Regions from separate parts of the Mus musculus genome. Here region 1 is linked to region 2. The links are chromatin contacts, called in public promoter capture Hi-C maps. All regions are on one chromosome and are shown on one strand. Each heading gives the region's core, a stretch centred on a gene start, on an enhancer-like site or on the middle of the called end of the contact. The rest is flanking DNA. Distances are from core to core; before and after follow the strand shown. Region 1 holds the start of Nek11 (NIMA (never in mitosis gene a)-related expressed kinase 11). Region 2 holds the start of Mrps22 (mitochondrial ribosomal protein S22).

Evidence for each region. Promoter capture Hi-C pulls out the DNA fragments that hold promoters and counts their contacts.
Region 1: a contact with region 2 is called in a promoter capture Hi-C map of liver, with 4 times the contacts expected there. The contact joins the promoter of Nek11 here to the promoter of Mrps22 in region 2. A contact is called at or near these places in 2 of 39 promoter capture datasets (liver and pre-B cells).

What each region holds. Positions count from the first base shown.
Region 1 is chr9:105,393,262-105,398,512 of GRCm38.p6, forward strand. It overlaps Nek11 (NIMA (never in mitosis gene a)-related expressed kinase 11), which reads right to left and starts at 2,026. Exons shown (of 16, transcript NM_172461.3): 1 at 1,935-2,026. It overlaps Aste1 (asteroid homolog 1), which reads left to right and starts at 2,101. Exons shown (of 5, transcript NM_025651.5): 1 at 2,101-2,404; 2 at 3,284-4,597. The coding sequence starts at 3,302.
Region 2 is chr9:98,598,138-98,603,441 of GRCm38.p6, forward strand. It overlaps Mrps22 (mitochondrial ribosomal protein S22), which reads right to left and starts at 3,542. Exons shown (of 8, transcript NM_025485.3): 1 at 3,336-3,542; 2 at 1-161. The coding sequence starts at 3,507.

The sequences.
Region 1 (5,251 bases), core at 776-3,275, 6.8 Mb after region 2:
CTCTCTCTCTCTTTCTCTCTCTCTCTCTCTCTGTGTGTGTGTGTGTATGTGTGTGTGTATGTGTGTGCATGTGTTTTGTAGGATGAAAGGAAATACAGTAAATTCCAGAAGGCACTCTCTCATAGAAAAAGAGCCTTCCTTATACATGCAACTTTATCACAATAGTTTAGAGCCACATTTTTACTGACTCCTGAAATGTGTATTTGTTTTATGATTCATATTTTGTTAGATATTTATACTCCCCATCGACTTAAAAACCAATGCGAACCCAGGGCCATGGCTTCCCCTAATGCACACATAGGCCAACTCCCTGGTGATGCTTTCCTCCCTCTCAGTCTGCTTTGACTCAGCACAGAGTAAATTGGGGTTAAACCCTGATTAGCATATTCTGCTTCCCTTTGCTTTTTGCCCATGTCAACTTTAAATCACAGTTTTGGGGTGTCTGTTTGCTAGACTAGCTATGTGGAAGGATATCAATTCAGTGCCCCCCCCCCATCTTAAGCAAGATCTGATTCCATTTCTATTGTACACACTGGGTACAGAGCTATCTCCTGGATTAGAAGTAAGGACATGCACCTCAGACCTAAGACTGCGTTTTAAAGCTAGCTGACTCTAAGTGTAGTACAGGTGAAGCCACAGTTCCTGAGGGAGCTATGAAATGTTATGAATGGCAGAACTGTCCCATGAGAAAGTATTCCACAAAACACACTCTTACTCCATTCCATCAAAGTGTTGAATGTTTTATTGAAAACTGTGCTTTTGTTTAAAATCTACATGAAAATAGGACTTTACGCTGAATACTATGTACACCTTGGCATTAGGTTTTCATATTCAGCAATTCTAAAACAACGAGAAAAAAATAGTGTTATAGTGTTGACCTGTGGGCTCAACATTTACCACAAAACCTACAAGGACACTCAAACAGAAAAAAAAAAACTGCAAAACATAAAACCTATTTGTAATTTTGTCTTCTTTAAATAATGTACTAATCTGTGGTTTGATCTAGTCCCAGTGAGAGCAATGCCCCTCTCCTCAAGGAAACGTTACTAAAATCTGCAGAATCTAAAGAATAGGTCCTAAAAGGTACCTTCTGTTTGCTTCTTTGACTGGCATAAAAGTGGTGATTTCTAGATAAACTAGGCTGTTCAAAAAAAAAAAATGGCCTCTCTGTCGCCTTTCAGATCACTAATAATAATTCTCAATGTGGAGAGGCGATTAAAGTCCCCACTTAGTAAAGAGCTGAACTCAAGATGGAGGACCAAAGCTTCTATTTGTAATGGAGTAATAAACCCAGCAGTGTGTGAGCAGCCTCTCCAGGCTCATCACACAGAATCAGCTCTGTCGCCCTCATCTCAGTTGGTATCCATGGAATGTACACACACTGCAGGCTGGATCTGAACCTAGGGCAGAGGATGAACTTGGGTGCTAGGGACACAGGTTATGCTTGTATCCCTGGGGCCTAGCTAACAGCTGACATACAGTTGTTAGCAAACGTTTGGAGAGCGAAGAAAGATCCAGCATACCAAATGTGACCCAAAGACAAGTAAAGGAAAGAAAACATAATAGGAACTAGAAGAAAGCTGAGAGACGCCCACTTTGTGCTAACCATCCCTGGGGTACCCATCCCGCTGGGGCAGGTAAAGAGAAAGTCAAGTGTTTACCGATGGTAAGAACTGAGTGGTTTATGTCCATGTCAAAAAACCCAAAAAACTAGGAAGCTGTTTTGACCTGAGGTTCTGCTAACTAAATCTGACCTGAGAAGTAAACTCTAACCCTGAGGTAAAACGAAAAAACTTGTCTCTTCAACAAATAAACCTTAAGTTTTTCGCGGAGCGCGTGAATGTATATCGAGGAGCAGGGCGCTTAGTCTCCCGAAGGGGAATGCGGTCCAGGGGCTGTGGGACCCGGCTGCCCGAGAGATCCACTTTCATTACCTTTACAGGTCCCCAGCCTGCGGCGCCCGGCCAAGCCTCCGTCAGCCTAGAGCTCGCTGCCTCGGAGGGCGTGGTTGTTTAACATCGTCGCCACGGAGACGGCGCGGGGGCTGCTGGGAAGTCGACGTTCCGGCGTCCAATCCAACGGAAGCGCGCCGGACCCTTCGAGGCGTGGCGAAGCGAGCAGGGTGAGGAGGCGGCCGCAAGTGTGAGAGGAATGGCTCAACCTCTCACACCAAGTTCCCACCACCCGGCCCGAAAGCATTTTCTCCTCCAGGGAGAGCCCTCAGCTTCTCGGAGCCAGGCTTCCCAGTGACGTCGTTCGCAGCACTTCCTGTTTCCGCTCGCGGTCTTCCACGCACCCGCGGGTCTGCCGTTTCTCCCCGGGATCCTACCTGCTGCTGCTGGTGAAGTGAGCCGGCGGTCGGGCGGAAGCAGCCGGCGGATCCGGAGGGCAGGAGCAGGTTGAGGTAGGAAGATTGGTGGTTGAGGAATTAGATCCTACCTTTTCCTGCCCTTTGCTTGCATTCCTTGAGCTACTTCGCTCAAGGTCAAGTCATTAGTTTACAGTGAGTTCGCAGAAACCACATGACAAACCGGGAAAGACATGACGATTCAGAATTAAAAAGTGTTGAGATGTTGGCCGAGGTGGATCTGAGGTGAGATAAAAAATCAAGTGCAATAATGTAAGCTGATACCAAAGGCAAAAAATTCAGGAGGATGCATTTTTTTATGTGGTAGCCCCACAAAAATCAAAATGCAAAAATTCCAAGGTTGGCAAAACTTTCACGATTTTAAACACGGGCAAGGCTGGCAATAGCATCGTGCTAAGCGATATTTGAAGCCAGAGGCGAGGGGGGAAACCAGTAATACTAATCCTATGAGTTGTTAGCCAGATAGGCCATTAGTAAGGGGGTGTAAGAATCCAGTTGAGGTTGAAATTGTATACTTGGGATCCTAGAAGCATAAAGCTGTGTTTTTCCTTAGCTCAAACTACTCTCCAATGTACCCTACACTCAAGACCTGTAACAAGGGTCTAGTTATCCATAAGGAAAAAAAAAATTGGCTCATTATGTGTCTTATGCTGGGTTGTCATTTTTATAGCTTAGGACTTTTGGCCTTGACCCTCACAAAACAGATTTCTTCCTTTATCTCTATATGGGCTGCCATGAGGTGGTGTGGCCTAGATATAAGTTCTGTCTTCCACCTCCAATAATCCAATCAAGCAAAGTTCCTCAACAGCGTATCCTGCAGTTTGGGTCTTGATTGATTCTAGATATACTCAGATTGACAACCAAGAATAGCCATCAAAAAGACCAGCAATTGATTTTTTTTGTTTGTTTCAACAGGGATTTCTGTCGATCATCATGGGTATTCGGGGACTAATGAGCTTTGTGGAAGATTATAGTAATGAATTCTTCGTTGATTTGAAATTGCGGAACACAAAACTTATCATTGATGGCTATTCTCTCTTCCACCGACTTTGCTTCAATTCTGACTTGGAGCTCAGGTATGGAGGAGACTATGATTTATTCGCAGATGTTGTACAGAAATTCTTTGAATCACTGTTTGTGTGTCATATTTGTCCGTATGTTGTATTAGATGGAGGATGTGACATTTCAGATAAAAAGCTGACAACTTTGAAGGATCGAGCAAAAGAGAAGATCCAAGCAGCCCGTTCCCTTTCTCTTGGTGGGGGTGGGAATGTGTGCCCCTTACTCATCCGAGAAGTGTTCATACAGGTTTTGATCAGGCTTGAGGTATGTTTCGTACAGAGCTTTTCAGAAGCAGATCGGGACATTATGACACTTGCCAATCACTGGAATTGTCCTGTGCTATCATCGGATAGTGACTTTTGCATTTTTGACTTGAGAAGTGGGTTTTGCTCACTGAATAGCTTCCAGTGGAGAAATCTGAACACTATTAAAGATACACAAGATTACTACATTCCCGCCAGAAGCTTTTCCCTCAATGCATTCTGCCATTACTTCAACAACATGAACAAAGCTCTACTACCTCTCTTTGCGGTGCTGTGTGGAAATGACCATGTTAACCTGCCCATCATGGACACATTCATAAGTAAAGTACGTCTACCCCTTAGTTCTAAGGGGAGGAGATATCACCGAGTCCTGGGACTTCTGAACTGGTTGTCTCATTTCGATGACCCCACTGAAGCACTAGATAACGTTCTGAAGTCTCTCCCCAAGAAGAGTCGAGAAAATGTTAAGGAACTTCTCTGCTGCTCCATGGAGGAGTACCAGCAGTCCCCGGTGAAGCTGCAGGACTTCTTCCAGTATGGTAGTTATGTCTGTACGGACGCTTCGGATCTGGGTCTACCAGAGTGGGTGCTAGGAGCTCTGGCCAAAGGCCAGCTACCACCTTTCATCAGTGATGCTTTGGTGCTCCGAAGGACCTTTCTTCACACACAGGTAGAAAACATGCAGCGGCCAAATGCTCACAGAATATCTCAGCCCATCCGCCAAATCATCTATGGACTCCTTTTGAATGGCCCATCACACGCAGAAGATATAGCCCAGAATACATTGCCTTCCCAGCTTCTGGCTTTCAATGAAGTGGAAAGAATTGATACAAATATCAAAACATCAACTGTTTATGCAAAGCAACTGCTCAAGGATCAATGTGACTTGAGCAAATTGGCTGAGGTAAGTTTGTAAGACTAACAACATTCTTAGAAATTTCTGTATGTTATAATTTGCCTTCGTATGCCCTCTCTTAATATAACACATGGGTTGCCATCTTGCCTTCATGTTGTGTGTGAAGGCTAGACCTCCAGTGAACTAGGTAATCTCTTAGTGTAGGTACTAACTCAAACCTAGCACTTAGTACTAAATATGCTATTTCTAGGGTTCTTCGGTAACCGGTTTCCTTTGCAGTTATTGTATTATATTGATCCCAACTAGAGTAGGAGTCTGTAATTTTAAAAGGGGGCGGGGGTGTCAAGGATTGAACTGTAAAAGAAGTGTGCACCTAGGCACTTGATGTGGACATAACAGCATCTTAGCTGAGAGCTCAGTTAAGATTAGTACTGATATGTCCGTCTGTCTAAAGGGTTTGTTTTATTAATGAGGCTCTTTTTAGGCTTTGGGCTTAAAGCCCAGAGAGAGAGAGAGTTAGAGCAAGCTGACAAAGAGCAAGTGTTTCCTTTATCTATATGGGCTGCCATGAGAAGGTATGGCCTAGATTTAAGGTGTGTCTTCCACCTCCAATAATCCAATCAGGAAAAGTCCCTCAGCGGTGTATCCAGCCACTGGGCATCATGTTGACATGCTTAAACCTATTCCTAAGAGCATGACTTA
Region 2 (5,304 bases), core at 2,292-4,791:
TTCCAACTGTGCCTGTGTCATTAACTTATAGGTTGGTGGCTTCAGTGGTTGTATGGCAGGCCTGAAAGTCTTCTGCAAGTCCAGGCCTGTAATCTTGGTGAGGATCCTCTGGACCTCCTCATCCATGAAAGCAGGTTTCTTGACTTCTGAGCTACCGGACTCTGTAACATAGATTCCAGTAATAAGAAGCTGCCCACAATGGCAAGCCAAGATGTCTCTAAATGGAAAGTTGACCATAAAAACCATCTGTAGAGAATATGCTTCAAAACTCCACGATACTAATATCTATGGGATCCTTTCATTCATTCAATGCTTAAAATTTCCTGAACATTCACCATGACACGCACGGTCTGCCAAGAAGATGGTCTACTACAGTGAGCACCATGAAAACTAAAGATGACAATCACTGGCTTGTCTCTTCTTTTCGGTTGTTATTTTGGAGGTGGCGGAAACAGAACGGAGGAACTGGCACACAGTACTACCTGTAAGCTACATTTTGACCTTCAGATTGGCTTCCTGGAAACCAAACACACACCCACAAAACAGGTCCTAACCTCCCAATTTTACAAATGGGAGTGCCAATGCTAACCCAAAGAAAACTAGCTATTAGGAATGAGGGTTTAGCAGGTTCACCTGGGTCTTGCGCCTCAGTCACTTCCCAGCTATGCCCAGCTCCGGCTCACACACGTTCCCTCTTCCTTTCACTCACTTCTTATTCTCTTTCCTTTGGGCATAATGTTTTTGTGGCCACTGTGTAAAGTTTACCCTTGGGTTACTCATATACTGGTATTTCTGCCCTCATACCTTGTTTCAATCTTGACCAGCATTGTAATGCTTATACCAAGATTCTCCTGGCTCAGGTTTGTGTAAACAGTTCTTACCATTTATTCTGTGCCTTGTCAATAAATGCTGACCACCCAATGGCTGAGCAGATGACGGAATAGGGTGGGTTGAGGTACCTCTGCCAGCCAAAGGAAAGAGAGAGGGAGAAAGCAAGATGCAAGATTCTGATCGGCCAGGAAGATGGAGGAATTGGTGCCATGAGGAAGGGGTCCAGAGAGATCACAGAAACACACATGAAGCCCAAAGAGCCAGGTCAACAATAATATGCAAGTAACAAGGAATGGGAGGTCGCCAGATTCGCATAGAAGGCATAGGTAGATCATTTAACTGCTTGGCTACTGAGGTGCAATTTTAAATACACTTTGGTTTCTTTGTGTGGTTACTGGGGACTAGCATTAAGGTAAAGAAATACAATCACTGGATTAATTTATTGCTAATATTTATATTAAAGATAACTCATTAACACTTTCCATTGGAAAGGTAAAAGGCCATGTGTTCCTGGGTTCCTCTTAGCCATCGGTCCCAAAGATACTAGAGCCTTGCAAGATCCTGGCCAAGCTCCTTCTCTCCTTATTCATAGTCCCACTGGGTACTTTTCTAGCTTTCTATGGCTTTAATTACATCCACCTGCCAGACTCTAAAATCCCAATCTCTACCCAAGGTCATCTCCACCCACTTCCCAATGGACATCTCACCTGTAAGCCAAGACTACCAGACCATAACATCCCTGCAACCTTTGCTTGTCTCATCCCTGCGGCCCTTACTACTCTCTATCACAGCGCAGTCTATCAGTCATTCAGTCCAGAGTCTTAAAATGATTCCTGACTCCTTCCATACCCAACACACTGAGCCAAAAAAAAAAAAAAAAAAAAAAAAAGCAGGTAAAATGATAGGACTGACCATTATTAACACATAGGAGATTTACTGTGCAGTGCTTGCTGAGCTAAATACACACCATGCTCAGAATATTCAGCTCTCACAGCAACCCTATAAAGCAGTTAGCCCACTTTTACAAAAAACGAATACTAGGTAATCGTCTCTTTTTAGATCTAGCTCCCACTGCCATTACTTTAGTCAAAGCCATGCTTGCTCCTTACCTTGGCTTCTCTGACTCTTTCCTGAACTCACTACAAACCATTCCCACAAAGATTCCTTGAGAGTGATCTGCTAAAAAACGCAAGCAAGATGATTTAAAGCTTTCACATTTAAAACTCGCATGGTTTGACTGTGTCCGCCACTGAGAGATTTAGTCTCTGTCCCAGTTAGGGTTTCTATTACTGCAATGAGTCACCATGGCCATGAGCAAGCTGGGGAGGAAAGGGTTTGGCTTACACTTCCACAGTGTAGTCGTCTATCGTTGAAGGAAGTCGGGACACAAACACAAGTTGCCCAGAGGCAGAAGCTGATGCAGAGGCCATGGAGGGGTGCTGCTTACTGGTTTGCTCCCCCTGCTTTCTTATAGAATCCAGGACCACCACCAGCCCAGGCATTGCACTACCCACAATGGACTGGGCCCTCCCACCTCAAACACTAAGTAAGAAAATGTCCTACAGCTGGATCTTATGGAGGCATTTCTTTCCATTCAGATAACTCTGGCTTGTGTCAAGTTGACACAAAACTAACGAGAACGTTTCTTTGAAGACCAAACTCCTGTGTTTATTCTCATGGTCACCCACAAGCTCCAGTAACTATATACATGCTCAGCACTACACTGTCTTGAGACAAGCTCACGCACCTGCTCGACTCTAGTGATCGTTTTTTTACTCCAGTGCGCCTCAATTTGTATCTAACTGTATACTGACCCTGGAATAACAAAGACATCTCAACTTCAACACAAAACAAGCAAAATTCCGCCTCCTTTCCCGTTTTTTAATTTTCATTTTACCGAGTCATCAATCCAAACTCAAAAATCAACCACATAAACTGTTTCTACCATTAATGTTCTCTAGCTTGCCACGAGTCTCCATTCAACTGCTTACCATCAAAACCTGGACACTTACTTAGACATTATCAATCCTAACTCCAAAATACGTTCCCCCAAAATACCAGCGTTCAGTTTCTTCTCTATACCTCTGCTTATTATGGTGTCCTCTTGTTCTTTTAACCTTAGCATGGTTAGCCTGGTGGCAGCGTTGCCCGTATTTTCCCTGGGATTCATCCCTATGCGTCCAACATAGTTTGAAAGGCAGCTAAGTGCTTTCCGCCCCCCCCTCCCCCCATGCCCGACGTAGCCTGGATCACAGAACTCTGCCAATCGCCACTGGGATAACAGAGTCCAGGTCAACCCTACAGCATGCCCCAAGCTAATGTAGTGTAATGCTTTGCAAGGGGCGGCACGCAAGCACTAGTGACTGAATGAATGAATGAATGAGGACTTAGATAAGTTCTGCAAGGACGGACGGAAGCCGCACGCAGTCTGACAAGCCGCCTTCACTCGTTAGAGCAAGCTCTAAGTTTCCCGGGCGCTCAGCAGAGTTCTGGCGGTCACTCACCTGCCTCGGAGCTGAGCAGGCGGCGAGGCTGCCCCACCTCGAATGGCTGGGGCCGCGTCGCGAGCAGAGCATCGGGGTGGCGCTGGGCTGTGGCCCGAGTACAGACCCGCCGTGCTCGCCGAGAGCCCAATTGGAACCTCCACAGCGACAACGGTGTTCTGACTGCAGCCATGATTACCAGACGCTCTTTGCGCCGGAATCGATAGAGCAACTTCCGGCTCGAGAGGTTTTTGTGCAGCATTCTGGGAAATGTAGTCTGGGTGGAGGCAAGGCGCCGCGGAAGCGTTTTAAAACTACTAAAATCTTTGTGCAAGCAAGGCAAGCACTGTATGGAATGAGCTATATGCCCCGCCCCGCTTCCCTCTTAGAGACAGTCTCTGCAGTCTTGACCTCAAACCCGCTGCAATCCGCTTTCTGACCTCTGATTACAGATGTGGGAATGAACTTTTTAAAGAATTTTTTTAAAGTAATTTTGTTTGTGTGTGCATGCGCATGAACTTGTATGTGGAGGTCAGAGGATAGCCTGGGAGAGTCGCCGCTCTCTTTCGACCCAGAGATGGAACTCAGGTGAAACTTGGTAGCAGGTATCTTTACAACCTGAGCAGGAATCTCACCAGCCCATTTACTTTTGTTTGTTTGTTTATAGTATTAGCTTTATCATTTGTATACAAGACATATACCACATACACACACATGCATACACACATAATACATACATGTTAAGAGTACATACATTAAGAAACAAAATAGTCGGGCGTGGTGGCGCACACCTTTAATCCCAGCACTTGGGAGGCAGAGGCAGGCGGATTTCTGAGTTTGAGGCCAGCCTGGTCTACAGAGTGAGTTCCAGGACAGCCAGGGCTACACAGAGAAACCCTGTCTCGAAAAAAAAAAAAACAAAAAAAAAACCAAAAGAAACAAAATAAGGGCTTGGAATTTAGCTCAGCACTAGAGTACTTGCCCTAGGTTCGGGTCCTAACAACACATGGGCACGTGCAACATCCCACCAACTGCTTATTCACAAGTACGTGTTTGAGTCTCTCGATGTGTGTACAGGTTTTTTGTTTTGTTTTTGTATTTTTTTCCTCTGTGCTCCTTTTCTCTTTTCTTTTTGGTTTTATGGTTCTGAATAATGAATGTGTATTGCCCTCCTAGACCTCTTCCCCCACTTGCGGGTTTAAATCCAACTGTTTGCAGTTCTTTCAAACTTTTCAAACGCACCCCAAATGTTTGTTCTTCATTCTGAATCCATAACCACCAATCACCTTATACCTTCCCTTCATCGGCCCTTCTATAATTTCTGGTCATTCTCCTTATTATCTGCTTATTTTTCTCACCACATGAAGGCTATGCCTATACATTATTATAATTTTACCTAGTACTGTTTATGTGCAGAACAAATACTTGTTGAATGAAAGAATGGATGGGTGGATGGATGGATGGAAGGATGGATGGATTGGTAAATGGATGGATGCATAGATGGATGGATGGATGGATGGATGGATGGATGGATGGATGGATCAATGGATGGATGGATGGATGGATGGATGGATGGATGGATGGATGGATAGGTGGGTGGATGCATAGATGGATGGATGGATGGATGGATGGATGGATGGATGGATGGATTGGTGGATGGATGGATGGATGGATTGGTGGATGGATGGATGGATGGATGGATGGATGGATGGATGGATGGATTGGTGGATGTATGCATGGATGGATGGATGGATGGATGGATGGATGGATAGATAGGTGGATGGATGGATGGATGGATGGATGGATGGGTGGGTGGGTGGATGAATGGATGGACGGATGGATGAGTGGGCACATGATTTCATTATATTCTTTTCTAGGTGACTAGGGAGTGCAATTCTTTTCCTTCCATAGATTAGTCAGCTTAAGTAAGCACTTTGCCCTAGGCCTGGCAGAAGAAAGTTGTTGAACAAATATGTGTTTGAATTTGCTG